Regions from separate parts of the Sus scrofa genome. Here region 2 is linked to region 1. Evidence: chromatin contacts called from public Hi-C data. All regions are on one chromosome and are shown on one strand. The core of a region is the stretch at or near the end of the contact, and the rest is flanking DNA. Distances in the headings are between cores, read along the strand shown.

Region 1 (6,294 bases), core at 1,022-3,521:
TTCCTGCAACTGGTAAATAGATCTGTTGTGATTTGCAGGCAGCCAGAGACTTGAGACCTAATTTGCTGTAACTTCAAGCTGCTTCTCACTCACTGCCACAGTTGGCTCCAGAAAGAGGGCTTTGAATTCCCTGTTTTCACCATTTCTTTCAGCTCTTTCTCCTCTTCCTTAACTTTTCTGTCTCCCTCTTCCCTTCCTCTCTAATCACTTTCCTCCTGGAATCCCAGTCCTGCCTCAGTTTCCTTATGCCTGTGGGGCAAAGTGTTAGTAGACTCTCCCCGAGGGGAGGAGCCCAGCCTTGGCAGGTTACCTGTCACAAGGGTGAGCCTGAGGGCGGCTGTCACAGGGAACCCAGAGACCCTGGGCCAGGCAGACCCGGGTTAAACTTTCTCAGCTGTTCGACTTTGAGCTCCTTGTTTTCTTTTAATGGGCTCCAGTTGCCTGGTCTGTAAAGTGCATGCTAATCATCGTCTCCTGGGGTTGCTGTGGAAATTAAAGGAGATCCTAGCCCAAGGGCCAGCCGGGGTAGGTGCTCAGTCATCCACATGCTGTCCCCGAGTGCCTGCCTCTCCTGTCCCTGTGCCTGGAGTCTGTTCTTCCAGGAGGCCATTCAAAGGCCAGGCAGAAAATAGAAAAGTGTTTCTGCTGGAAGGCAGCCCTTCCTGCTGCCCCCCCACCCCCACCCCTGAGGATCCCAAACTCCTCTTTTATGTTATTTTTTATTTTTGAATTAAAGTATAGTTGGTTTACAGTGTTGTGCCAATTTCTGCTGTATAGCAGTAACCCAGTCATATGTATTATGTAATATACATATTCTCTTTTTCTTCTATTATCTTCCATCAAGGTCTCTCCCAAGAGAGTGGATATGGTTCCATGTGCTGTGCGGCAGGACGTCATTGCCAACTCCTCTTCTAGTTTTGTTCTCGCTTTTCAGTTTCCTTGGTGTGTCTTCCCCTCTGGCCCCACTAACTGTCTGTAAATGACAGACAAGGCCACCCACAGGGGGTCGGAGAATGGGGAGTACCTGTGCCCCTGTTCCAGCTCTTACCTTGAGGGCAGTGGTTTCATTCCCCGACAACCTAAGCAGGTATCGGGAATATAAATTCAGGCCCGGTCGTGGGGCTTCTGGGCAGAGGGGGCGCTGAATCAGACAATAGTGCCTGGAGCCAGGCTGACGTGTGGCCCCTAAACTCCATGACCGTAGGCAGTTCTTTATCTCCTGCAGTCCTTATCTATAATTGCTGGTGATAACCTCTTCCTTAAGGGATTGTTGAAAGTCCTGAAGGAGGTCACCTCTTCTGACCTATAGCACGTGTGCAATAAGGCTTCCCTCGGCCCATGTGATCTCCACAGCCTCACCAGCACCCTTCATAGCACAGCTCCCTGTGCTCTGTGCCCCAGGGTCTTCCTAGTGCCTGGCATCCCTTCTCACTTTGTGTTCCCATCATGACCCTAAGAGGTTGCACTTTTGAAGTGTTACAGCCTTTCTCCTCTTCCAGATAAGAAAAGAGAAGTAAAGTCACCTGCTCACAGTGACCCAGCAGGGAGTGACTGTCACTGCGGTGGGAGGGCCTTTGCAGCTTTATTTGCATGGGAAGTTTTCCCAGGGAACTTTGAGGGGGGTGGGAGTCCTACACCCCAAAGTAGACAGGGCTCCAGAACCTTCCGTGGCTCTCTTGCAAAACGAACCCGCAAGGAACGCAGGGGTCAAATGAGGCCAACAATTCAGGGACTTGGCAGGTGCTGCCGGATTTGTGGTCATCAGCCCCTGCTGGGCCTGCCTTCCTCCTCCATTTCCTGGGCCATCTTTTATCCAGGATGTCCCCTTTTCTCCAGAACGCCTTCCAGCAAATCCAATAAAAGCAGGGACCAGGTGAGCAGGAATAGCCTGGATGTCAGAGATCAACAGACATCTAGCCACAAAGCCCGAGCATATTTGCTTTGTAACCTGAAATTATTATTTTTGTTTCAAAGGCTTTAATTTAGGAAGATCTAGATGTTCATCAAGGCTCCAACTGCTGAGGAAAGTGTATTTTAAAGGCCAGCTGCAGAGGCAAACACACTTTGCCTTTGCCGTTCTGTTGGGGCTGCATCCAGCCTTGACATTAAAACAGTTCCGTTTCTGTGCTGACAGCGTATGTGGACACAGCCAGGATTTCCCGTGCCTCCACCCTGCCATTTCCTCTCTGCGTCTGAGCTGCTCTCCTCCTTTCCTCTCTCCCTCCCTCCCCACAACTTACTCAGATCTGTGAGTAAATGTTCAGGAATGTTCTGGAAAGTGGGATCATTTAGGCTCCAGACAGGCAGGGGTTCAAAGTCCAGCTCAACCATTTCTGGGCTATGCACACACACGGCCAGTTCACCTCTCTGAGTGTCAGATGTTCACCTGGAAACTGAGATCACATGAAGGTGGATTTGCCCGGAGCCTGGCACAAGGTAAAGGGGTAATAAATGGAATCAGGCAATATGCCTTTTGACCAGGAGTTCCCATAGTGGCTTGGTGGTAATGAACCCGACTAGAATCCATGAAGAGGCAGGTTTGATCCCTGGCCTTGCCCAGTGGGTTAAGGATCTGGCATTGCTGTGAGCTGTGGTGTAGGCCAATAGCTGTAGCTCTGATTTGACCCCTAGCCTGGGAACCTCCATAAGCTGTGGGTGGGGCCCTAAAAAAAAAAACCAAAAAAACCCTTTCAACCAAAGCCAAGTGTGAGTCTGGGGCACATGTGTCCTTAGCACTTTCGAAGGACCTGCTTCCCCTTTGTCTCTCTCCATAGCCTTGGCCTCAACCGCAGATGCCTCCTGCCTTCAAGTCTGCCTCTGAGATGACCTGCTCCACATGTCCATGGCTGCTTCTGTGACTCCCTCCATCCCAAGCAAAATGGATCTGTGCCACTCTCTGCCCAGCGTTCAGCTGGGCTGATGAACCAACCTTGGCTGACACTTCAACGGAGAGAGGCGATGTTTGACCAAGACCCAGAGACAAGGCATCAGGGAAGCAGAGGCTGCCAGTCACCCATATTTCCCAAATATCTGGGCCAGGAGCTCACTCTTGCCAATGCCACTAAGAACTATGAATGGTAACCATTTGGGCAGGTTGCAGACCTATGGCAGAAGGAAGATGTCCGTCTTTGAACTTGAGATCACACTGCTTAGGCAGCTGCTAGGCCAATCTCTGTCCATGATGCCTGCCTTTCCACAGCAAGCAGAGGGCCATGGAAAGTGAAAGAAGGATGCCCACATGCCCTCCCCCCACTCCCTCACTGCCAGGCGAGGAGAGACGCTGCGCCAGGGTCCAGAGATCAGGGCTTGGACATCACTCTGCTCATGACTCATGCACAACACAGGCAGGTCATTACCCACTGTTGTGGCTAAAAGGCTATAATAGCACTTGGCCTCTCCCTGCTTCATATCGGTGACTCGGAGGATTAATGAGGGAATGAGTGCTAAGCTTGGTAAATGCAGCTTTATTCCCCCACTGGTCCCTCTGATTACCCCACAAAGCTGATGGGAAATAGCAAAGGTCAAAGTTCGCTTTAGATGAGGTTGAGGTCCTCTCCCAGTGTGGTTCTGAGCTCTGCGTCTGTGTCACCCTCACCTGGGTGAGGCCCTGGGGTCAGACTTAGAAAGGGGTGGGATGGGAGGGGGAATATCCTCCAAGCTCTGGCCACAAGCCTGGGGCATTTCATATGGCAAGTCAGCCAAAGGAATGGATCTTACTGGGCCTTTTGGAAACTTCCAGTGGCAAAACCCACAGACGGGACAGCACCTGTCAAGGCTGGAGTGAGCAGGATGGAAGCTGCCTCTCCAGGATGCTGGCTTTCAGGGCTGGTCCCCTTGCTCTCTACCTATATAATTTGATTCTGTGATCTTTCCTGGTGGACAACCTCTAAGACACTGGTGGCTGAGGTCAGAGGCCTAGAAGGTCAGGGGGAGGGAGAGAGGCCGATGGGATGCCTGGCTGTGGCCCTGCTTGATGGAGACAGCTAGGAGAGGCCACTTCCCACAGGGCTGTGGCTCTTTCCGCGCAAGATTTGGAGCTTTCTCGGGGAAAGGTCAAGACGGGACTAAACCAACTCTGCCAACTAAGGAATGCGGCTTGCCATCCAGCTCTACAAGGATTGAGTCATTTGCCTTTGCTATCACTGACCTTTAACACACACTGAAAGAGTTCAGGGCAGAGATCAGGAACACGGCACAGCACTCCAGGCTCTGGGAAAACTAGCAGAACAGGCCTTTCATTAGACATTTGCGGGAGAAAATTTTATGAATCCAAGTTCTCACATCTTCCTACACTTGGAAAAGCACTGAAATCATTAACCAAGATGACTGTTCCTCATGACAAGTAGTAACCTTCTACCGAGATGTGTGCTTGGTTGCATGTACCCTTTTCTAAATTCATAGATATGCTGACCTTCCCCCTTTCCCCCTTTGGGACAGTTTCTCAGAGCCTGTGAGAGACTGTCTTCTGTGCTACATTCCTCGCTAAGTCCCCAAATAAAACTGAAACTCACGACACTCACAAGTGTCTTCTTTTCTTTTTTGGCCGTGCCTATGGCACGTGGAAGTTCCCGGGCCAGGGATCAAACCTGAGCCAAAGCAGTGACAACACTGAGTCCTTAACTGCTAGGCCACCAGGGAACTCCACCTGTGCTTTTACTTCAGTCAACAATCCTCCAAAGAATCCATCTTGGGAGAGAGAAGATTCTTCCCAGTTTAACTTTGGTCTGATAGATAATAATTCACATGGTTCAAAATCAATATAAATTAGATACAATGGGAAATGGAGCTCCACCTCTGCCCTGGTTTACTGATTCTGCCCATGATGCCTGCTACTCTTACTGGTTTCTTATATATCCTTCTAGTATTTCTTTCTGTAAATTCAAATGTGTGTTTTCACTCTGCCTTCTCCCTCAAGTACACAAAAGTTAGCGCATGGTTGTGTCCTGGCATTGGTCAGGGTCTCCGTGGGAAGTAATTGGCAGCTGGATAACTGAGGAAGGGTTCATGAAAGACTGTGGACAGAGGTGTGGTCCGGCTGCAGGGAAAGCAATGGGAATGTGCACTTCGCCAGGGCTGAGGACCATGGGGAGCCCCAAGCCTGCAGAGATCAGGGACAGGAGATGCTAGGAGCCAGAGATGGGGAGGGGGAGGGAGAGAGGGAGAGAGAGGACACTTTACAGAGAGGCCTCAAGGAAGAGGGACAAGGCACTGCAGTGCAGGGAAGAAGCCAGAGACTCAAAAACCGCCCTCACTGCCCCCTGCTCTCTGGATCTTTTGTGGGGCCCCCACTGGCCCATCCCGGCCAGAAGTCTGGGACTAGAAGGTCTGTGGGTGTAGACTCTAGAAGCCAGCCTCCGAAGACAAAGATCAGGCTGAGAAGGGTGTGAGTGTCTGGGGTGGGAGGGGTGGCACGTGCACACCTGGAGAGCACGCAGGTCACCTGCCCAGGACCTTGCTCCCTACATCACCTGACAGCCAATCCTGGCACTGGTTCCGTTTTATTCGCTGATGTGGCTTCTAGCATTGCTTGGATGCACTTCCTCACCTTCCCTGCCAGCACTGCCACCAAACTTCTTAGCCGCCTGCTGCTCCGCTGTCCAGAAGGAATCACGACACCCAGTGTAACACCATGTAATGCAGCCTAGGGTCCAGGCACCAGCCAGCCTGCTGCAGTGATGCTTCCCTTCAAAACCAAACAAAAATCTTCAACCAGCATACACCTCCCCACCAGCAGCCCAGTGCTCTTGGGGACCCTGCCAAGGAGGTCTGGGTGCCTGACCCCTCACCCTGCCCCCCTGGCTCCTCACCTTCCTTCCTCGCCTCTGGCTCCCCAGGCCATTGTTGGCCCCTGACTGTCCCCATCCAGCCCTGCTGTCCAAGCAGGGACACAGCTTCCCTGGCCCCACACAGTCTGTCCTTGGGGCATGGGGACAGCAGAGGGGTATAAGGGCACAGATCAGGAACCCATTTAAAATGTATCACCAGGAGTTCCCATTGTGGCACAGCAGAAACTAATTCAACTAGGAACCATGAGGTTGCCAGTTCGATCCCTGGCCTTGATCAGTGGGTTAAGGATGCGGCGTTGCCATGACCTGTGGTATAGGTCGCAGACACAGCTTGGATCTGGCATTGCTGTGGCTGTGGTTAGGCTGGCGGCTAGAGCTCCCATTCAACCCTAGCCTGGGAACCTCCATATGCCGCGGGTGCGGCCCTACAAGGACAAAAGACAAAAATTAAAATAAAATAAAATGTATCACCAGACCTCAGTGCTGGCAGAACTCACTGCCGGCCCTG
Region 2 (6,384 bases), core at 1,585-4,084, 200 kb before region 1:
TTACAAACATGCTTTTCCAAATCTGACATCTATATATTGAGAAAGCTAAAAGAAAAGAAGGAGAGTCTGTTAGAAAACAGTCCTGGAGTTCCCATTATGGCTCAGCGGTAACAAACCTGACTGGCATCCATGAGGATTTGGGTTCAGTCCCTGGCCTCGCTCGTGGGTTAAGAATCTGGCATTGCCGTGAGCTGTGTTGTAGGTCACAGATGCAGCTTAAATCTGGCATTGATGTGGCTGCAGCTCCGGTTCGACCCCTAGCCTGGAAACTTCCAAATGCTGCAGGTACAGCCCTAAAAAGCAAAAAAAAAAAAAAAAAAAAAAAAAAAAATAGAAAGAAGAAAAGGGTCCTGAGAGGACCCTCTTTGGGCTGGAGACAAGCAGCCCCCTCCCAGCCTGGCCCTTTCTCCACTGGATTGGAGCAGAAGCAGGGGGGCTGGCAAGTCCAGAAAATCAGTTTCCTGAGATCAAAACAGCTGTTTTTAGGAAAGTCATGGAGGAGTATACTTCTCTTGAATGCCAGAACATATGGAAATGGAGGGGACTGGGGAAACTGGTTTAGTGCCAGGCAGCCCTGGCTTTGTGGCCTGCTGTTCTTATTAGCTGCTGGCATGTGCCCTCCACACAGTTATTTCATCTGTCAAGTGGGAAACGTGAGAATTAGAGATGCTTAGGGTTGGGGTGGGGGGAGGCACATGCCCCTGGCTGCCAGCACAGGTGGCCTCAGCAAGCCCCACCCCACTCAGGTATGCTGTGACAGTGGAGCCTCTCCGTGCTCTTGGCCAGCACAGGAACTGACTCTGTCACATGTGGAACCTGCATGCAAGTGTAAAGTGGTTGTTTTGTTTGTTTCCCATAAATTCTCACTGATCTCCTTGCTCGAAGAGAAGGTCTAGGCGCTAACATCTTAGAAGGGATTAAACATTCCTGTGCAGGATGGAAAAAATTCAAGTAGAAAGCCAGGAAAACAAGTATCCCAAGGAGGCTTAGAGTCAAGAGGTGAGGGTGGAAGAATTTGACTCGAGGGGAAAGGGAACACACAGGGCTCCTGGGGGAGTATTTTTGACAGATGCTTTTCCCATGGTGGGGGACTCTGGCCTGCTCGAGAGGCAGCTGTGCACCAGGCCTGAGAACAAGAAGGAACATTACAGCCAGGTCAGGTCAGGGGCCGCCTGCTACTGACCACACAGGCCACTTGCCCCGACTCAAGAAGACTCATGTGTACAGCCTGCACTGCCCAGGGGAAAGGTTATTGTTTCTCTGGTGCACATTTCCAAGATGTAAAAGCAAATATGCCAACACTTTCAGCCTTGCTAGTCACCCTAGCCCTCCCACCCCCGATTCTCCCAAAATGAAGTATGATCGAAAAAAGCAGTTACAGTACCTGTGAGCATCCACACCTTCCCCCCACCCCCAGAAGTGCTCTGACTCCACCGGCTTGGCCCCTAGGCATGTGTGCACAGCAGATCTCTATGGGTTATCAGGGACGTGACAGGCCAGGTTGCTTTACAGATGATGGCAGCCGGGAAGGAAGAGATCTGAACGGTGGAGGGGGAGCAGAGACCAGAGCCCTGGGTGCTGGACCAAGGTGGCTTGGGAAGGAGACAGCGTGCCTGAGGGCGGCCGTGTCCTGGGACTGAGTGAGATGGGCCACGAAGAGGTCAGCTCACAGGAGGTGCCTCAAGTTGCATCTGGACTGTGTTGGACCCTCTGCCAGTGTGAGGCCTGGAGCTGGTTCCCCTAATGAGAGGGGGGCCTAGAGCTGGTTCAGCATATAAGAGAAGGCCAATCTTCGTAACTGAGAAGAAAGGGAACTAAGGAGCTGCTCGGAAAAGCATGGACTTGTCAGAAAATTGGCCAGCGCAATCAAGGGAACTTTAAATTATAATTTAAGGGAGAAAAACATATGCCCAGACAAAGCCTTCAGACTACGTAGAATTATAGACAGTCGACATGACACATTTAGTTGAGAAGATGCCCGGTAATTTACAGAAGAATATAACAATGATGAGATTTAGGAACTTTCATAACCTGAGCTGTTTCTGGGTTGTTCCCATATAAAGATACAAGTCATTCAATGGACTTGACGTTAATACAACAGTAAATCCGTAAGTGGGCCTATCCCAGCATTAGGGGATCAGCAGTGATGTCATTAAAGTACCAGTCAGGCCTTTTTTCTCCGCCACCTTCAGTGTGTTGGCTTCCATCATGACCACAGGGTGGATGCCACGGCTCCAGGCATCACGTCTGCGCACACATGTCCAAAGGCAAGAGGAAAAAACAGTGGTGCTGCTCTTGAGAGTCTCTCTATGTTAAGGAAGAAAACCTTTCCCAAATCCCCAACAGACTTACCCTCAAGCCCCACCAGCCAGGATTTAGTTACTCATTCATGCCCTGACTACTGGGGAAACTGACAGTGCTGGCATTTTTCAGCCTCTAGAGTGAAAAATGGGCTCATAGGAAGGAAGAAGTAGACACCAGCTGGGGATGGAAGGTGTTGAGTAGCAGTAGAAGGGAATGCACCTCGTTCTGCTAGATTAAAGTTTTCAAGAAGCTCTACTGTCAGGAAACTGCACACCCAGGGGGAGAAGGGCTGCATGAAATGAAGGGGAAAAGGGAAGATGGGGGGATGTGCTGGATGAAGGCATTCGAAAAGATCATGGCAGGCTTCAGTGGTGACCGTCCAAAAGGCCGAGTTAAAATTTAATCAGATTAAACTGAAGGTTAAACTTGCATGTTTTTTAAAAAAATCAATCACCAAAGTACAGGTAAAATAATCTGATCAAACCAAGTACATGTGAAAAAAGCAGGCCTGTCTCCTCAGCTGCAAGTACAAATGAGCTGGAGAAGCTTATATAACCAGAGGCTGCAGGGACTGTCAGGTCCAGAACAAAGGGGCGCGGCTCCGAGGGCTCCAGGCCCCATGCTGGCCACCTTTCCTGCCCAGCCTCTCCCCAGATTTCTCTGCTACCTTCATCCTTTGGTGTCCTGCTTCCCCTGCTCAGAAAGCCCCTCTCAGTGACTGCTCAGCACAGCCCTTCGCTAGGTGAGCGCTTGATCAGGTGCTGGCTGCTGGAATTTCCCTGACCCATGCCACCCAAGTGACAAGTAGAATCAACCACCAACTCCTTGTTTCCCCAACATTTCTTGGCCCTGGCCCTACACATATCACTGCTGGACACAAGCTCTGCAATGAGAGGCTTGAGGATCCCTAGTACCTGCATAGGGCCAGGCACAAGTGGTAGGTGTTTATGACTGTTCACTGGTCTAATGAATTAATAAGTTCCAGTGTATTCTGGGCACATGGAGAATAGTGTCTCTCATACTCTAGAGTGCCCCTGGGATCATGTTAAGATTCAGATGCTGATTGAGCGGGTCTGAGATGGAGCCCAGATTCTTCATCAGGACGGGCTCCCTGGTGAAGCTGTTGCTCCTTGGACCACGCTTAGTGGGGCAAGGATCAGAGTACTGTTAGATTCTAGGCCCTGCATCACAGTGAAGACATTGAAGAATTCAGGGGTGATCAGAATGCTCTGATACTGAGGGTGGGTTGTTTGCTCTAAGTTTTAGGTTCTTGTGTTAAAAACTAGCAATAATACAAGATTCCAGCTCATGGAGTTGTTGCAAGGCTGGTTGGCACCATAGTGGCATAAGTGACAGGCACAAAGGAAATGGTGGCTGCTCTCACTGCTATCATTTTTGTTATGACTCCAAAAGGGGGACCTGGGACTTGGCCAGAAGGAACAATGGGATAGAGGTGGCAAAAAAAATACAAAGAAGACCTTTCTAATCATCAAAGTGAACCAGAATGGGAGGTAGGGAGGCTACTTTGTGAGGGGTGCCCTCCCTCTGGGACTGTTCAAGCAGACTTTGCTGCCCAGCTGGCAGGAGAGCTGTTGAAGGGCAGATCAGCACAGTTCTGCTTTGGTATGGAAGCGACATGGGTTATAGAGACACGTAAGGGAACAAGCAAGTGAGCGGTGCTTTTCTTCCATGGTGTCCATCACTCAGGAGCCAGCTCTTTAGGAATCTTCATAGTGTGACCAGCAGGGCAGTTTTGTTTGTTTGCTTCCCAAAGTCATGGATGGTGACACTGAAAACTAGGAAAGGGGTTAAAAAGAAGTGATAAAGTCCCTCCCTACCTCAACACACTCACACACGCACACCATGGTAGCTGCCGGAGACAGAAAGACCAGTGTGGCTGCGGGGCTTGGGGAAGGGCCATGGAGAGCTGGCCAGTGGCTGGCAAGATAAAACCTTGCACAGTGGACTGTGCCTTTATCCCAGAAGCATAGGAAGCCAGTGAAGGGGCTCAGGCATGGAGCGGAACATCTTCAGATTTACATTAGCATAGAGGGTAGAGTGGGAGGGGTACCCAGAGAGGATCCAAGTAGACCAGTAAGGAGGCTGTACCACCAGTTTCCATGATGGGTTCACGTGAAGGTAGTCAAGATGTGGAGAAGAGGACAAAGGTGAGAAATGGTCAAGAGATGGAGTCAGCCCAACTTGGTTTTCTGAGATTCCTTAGCTCTGCATTTCACTAATTGGGGGAGATAGCCTAGCTTTAAGATGATCTCAAATTTAATTTCATTGGTTTAGTAATATCCAAGGGAAGATGTCAAGTGAGCATTGCTTCTGTGAGTGTTATGTGAGTTCAGAGGAAAATCTGGGCTGGAAATAGAAACGAGTGCTTCTCTGCCCTGAGACTACAGTGTCTGGGATCTCTCTTAGGGAGAACAGGTTGAGCTGTGCTGTCCATGGTAGCCGTTAGCCACAGTACTTAGTTCAAATTAGATTAAAACTTCAGTTCCTCAGTTGCACTACCCACATTTTGAGTTTTCTTAGACACTACTGATCAAAAATGAGAAGAAGAGAGGGCCTGGAATTGATCTTTGAGGAATGCCAGCTCTTGAGGGCTGGCCAGAAGATCAGATAGAGAGGTGGGGCAGGAAGGCCAGGTGAATGGTCACATCAGAGTCAAGGGCAGAAGGGTCAGGAAGGAGGTAGTTGCAAAATGTCAAAGTCAGCTATCAAAGCATCCAGTGAAGACCAGGGCAAGCCCCTTGGATATAAGAGAACGACACTCAGGCAACTTTAGGGGAGCTGTTTCAGTGAGTTACTAGGACCAGAAGCCAGTTGGGTTGGGGAGCAAGAGGTGAGAAAATCATCAGGGTAGACAACTCTATTGACAAGTTTGGCTGGAAAGGAAGGAGAAAGTTAGTGTCAGCTGGAGGAGAGCATGTGGGTAAGGGGTGGACACAGGGAAGATTTTGTTTATTTGTTTAATAAGATAAACTGGGAAGAATTCTAGGAATTTATCCCCCAGATATATTCACATGTTCATAAGAGGACACATATACCCTAACCTAAATATCTTGGTTTAGGGAAGCTAGTTTAATGAATTGTCCTGTCCATGCAGTAGAATTCTTGCAGACATTTCGAAAGAAAAAGAATGTCTTAACAATCTCTGATAGGAGGCCATCTCCAAGATTTATTTTAAAAGGTGCAGAACAGGCTGTATTATATCCCCTTTGTATTAAAAAGCAGAAGATAGATATTCCAGAACTACCCAATGCTGATATTTTAGAGAAAAAAAAAAAGAAAAACTTCTAAAGAGTGACCATGAAATCGGTACTGTTAACAAGGAACTGTCCCTAAGATGAGGCACTGGGGCACAGCAGCTGGGGGTGAATCTTTTTTTCATGATATTTCTATAGTCCTTGGCTCCTTTAAACAACACATGTGTATGTTTTAAAATATGTGTATTTTTAAGAGGCATTTGAAAGGATTCATTGAGGAAGAGGTTGAATGAGCAGGAGAGGAGAGAGAGAGAAAGGACCACCCCCCACCTTCTAGTCAGGGTCCCTTGACCTCTGATTACTCCACTGGCCAGAGCTCCGTGAAGTCAAGCGTATTTTAACTTAAGATGAGTTTTTGTGATTTCCATCTTATCCATTTGGATTTGACCCCAACACAAACGTCCACGCTCTCTCACTTGGTGCATTTGCACATGGCCTCCCGAGGCCTCTCCAGGCTGTGATCAATGTGTCTACCAGGGCTGCAGGTTTCTGACCCAGAGGCTCCCCGCCCAGGTTCACATGTGGCTGCGGGCATCCTCAGGGCAGGACATCAGTTCGTCCCGCTGCCGCCCCTCCACGGGGCCACTCACACCAGGCAGCCAACTCCCTTCAGAGCCAGCGAGTGAGACAGGGAGCCCACGAGACAGAAGCCATGGCCTCGTTGCCACCTAGTCTCAAAAGAGACATCCCCTCACTCACTAGATGCCATCCCCTCGTCACCTAGTCTCAGAAGGGACATCCAATCACTTTGCTGTGTCCTGTTGTCAGAGTGTCCAGCCCATGCTCTGGGGGAGAGGCTTCCACA

Evidence for each region. Hi-C and Micro-C count contacts between places; a contact is called where the count stands out from the background.
Region 2: a Hi-C map of liver shows a contact between it and region 1, with 3 times the contacts expected there. The contact joins two enhancer-like sites. A contact is called at or near these places in 1 of 47 Hi-C or Micro-C datasets (liver) and 1 of 2 datasets of contacts at active chromatin or transcription factors (skeletal muscle).

What each region holds. Positions count from the first base shown.
Region 1 is chr13:26,565,573-26,571,866 of Sscrofa11.1, reverse strand. It overlaps LOC110256581 (a long non-coding RNA gene), which reads right to left and starts at 6,060. Exons shown (of 6, transcript XR_002338247.1): 1 at 5,546-6,060. Within about 2 kb of position 2,271, at least 35 of the 83 cell types and tissues checked have an H3K27ac peak or open chromatin away from gene starts, as enhancers often do. A contact at or near this core is called in liver, where this site is marked.
Region 2 is chr13:26,764,406-26,770,789 of Sscrofa11.1, reverse strand. The region is part of intron 12 of ANO10 (anoctamin-10); the gene reads left to right. Among named protein-coding and RNA genes, the nearest start is that of SNRK, 98 kb to the right of the region's middle. Within about 2 kb of position 2,834, at least 2 of the 83 cell types and tissues checked have an H3K27ac peak or open chromatin away from gene starts, as enhancers often do. A contact at or near this core is called in liver, where this site is marked.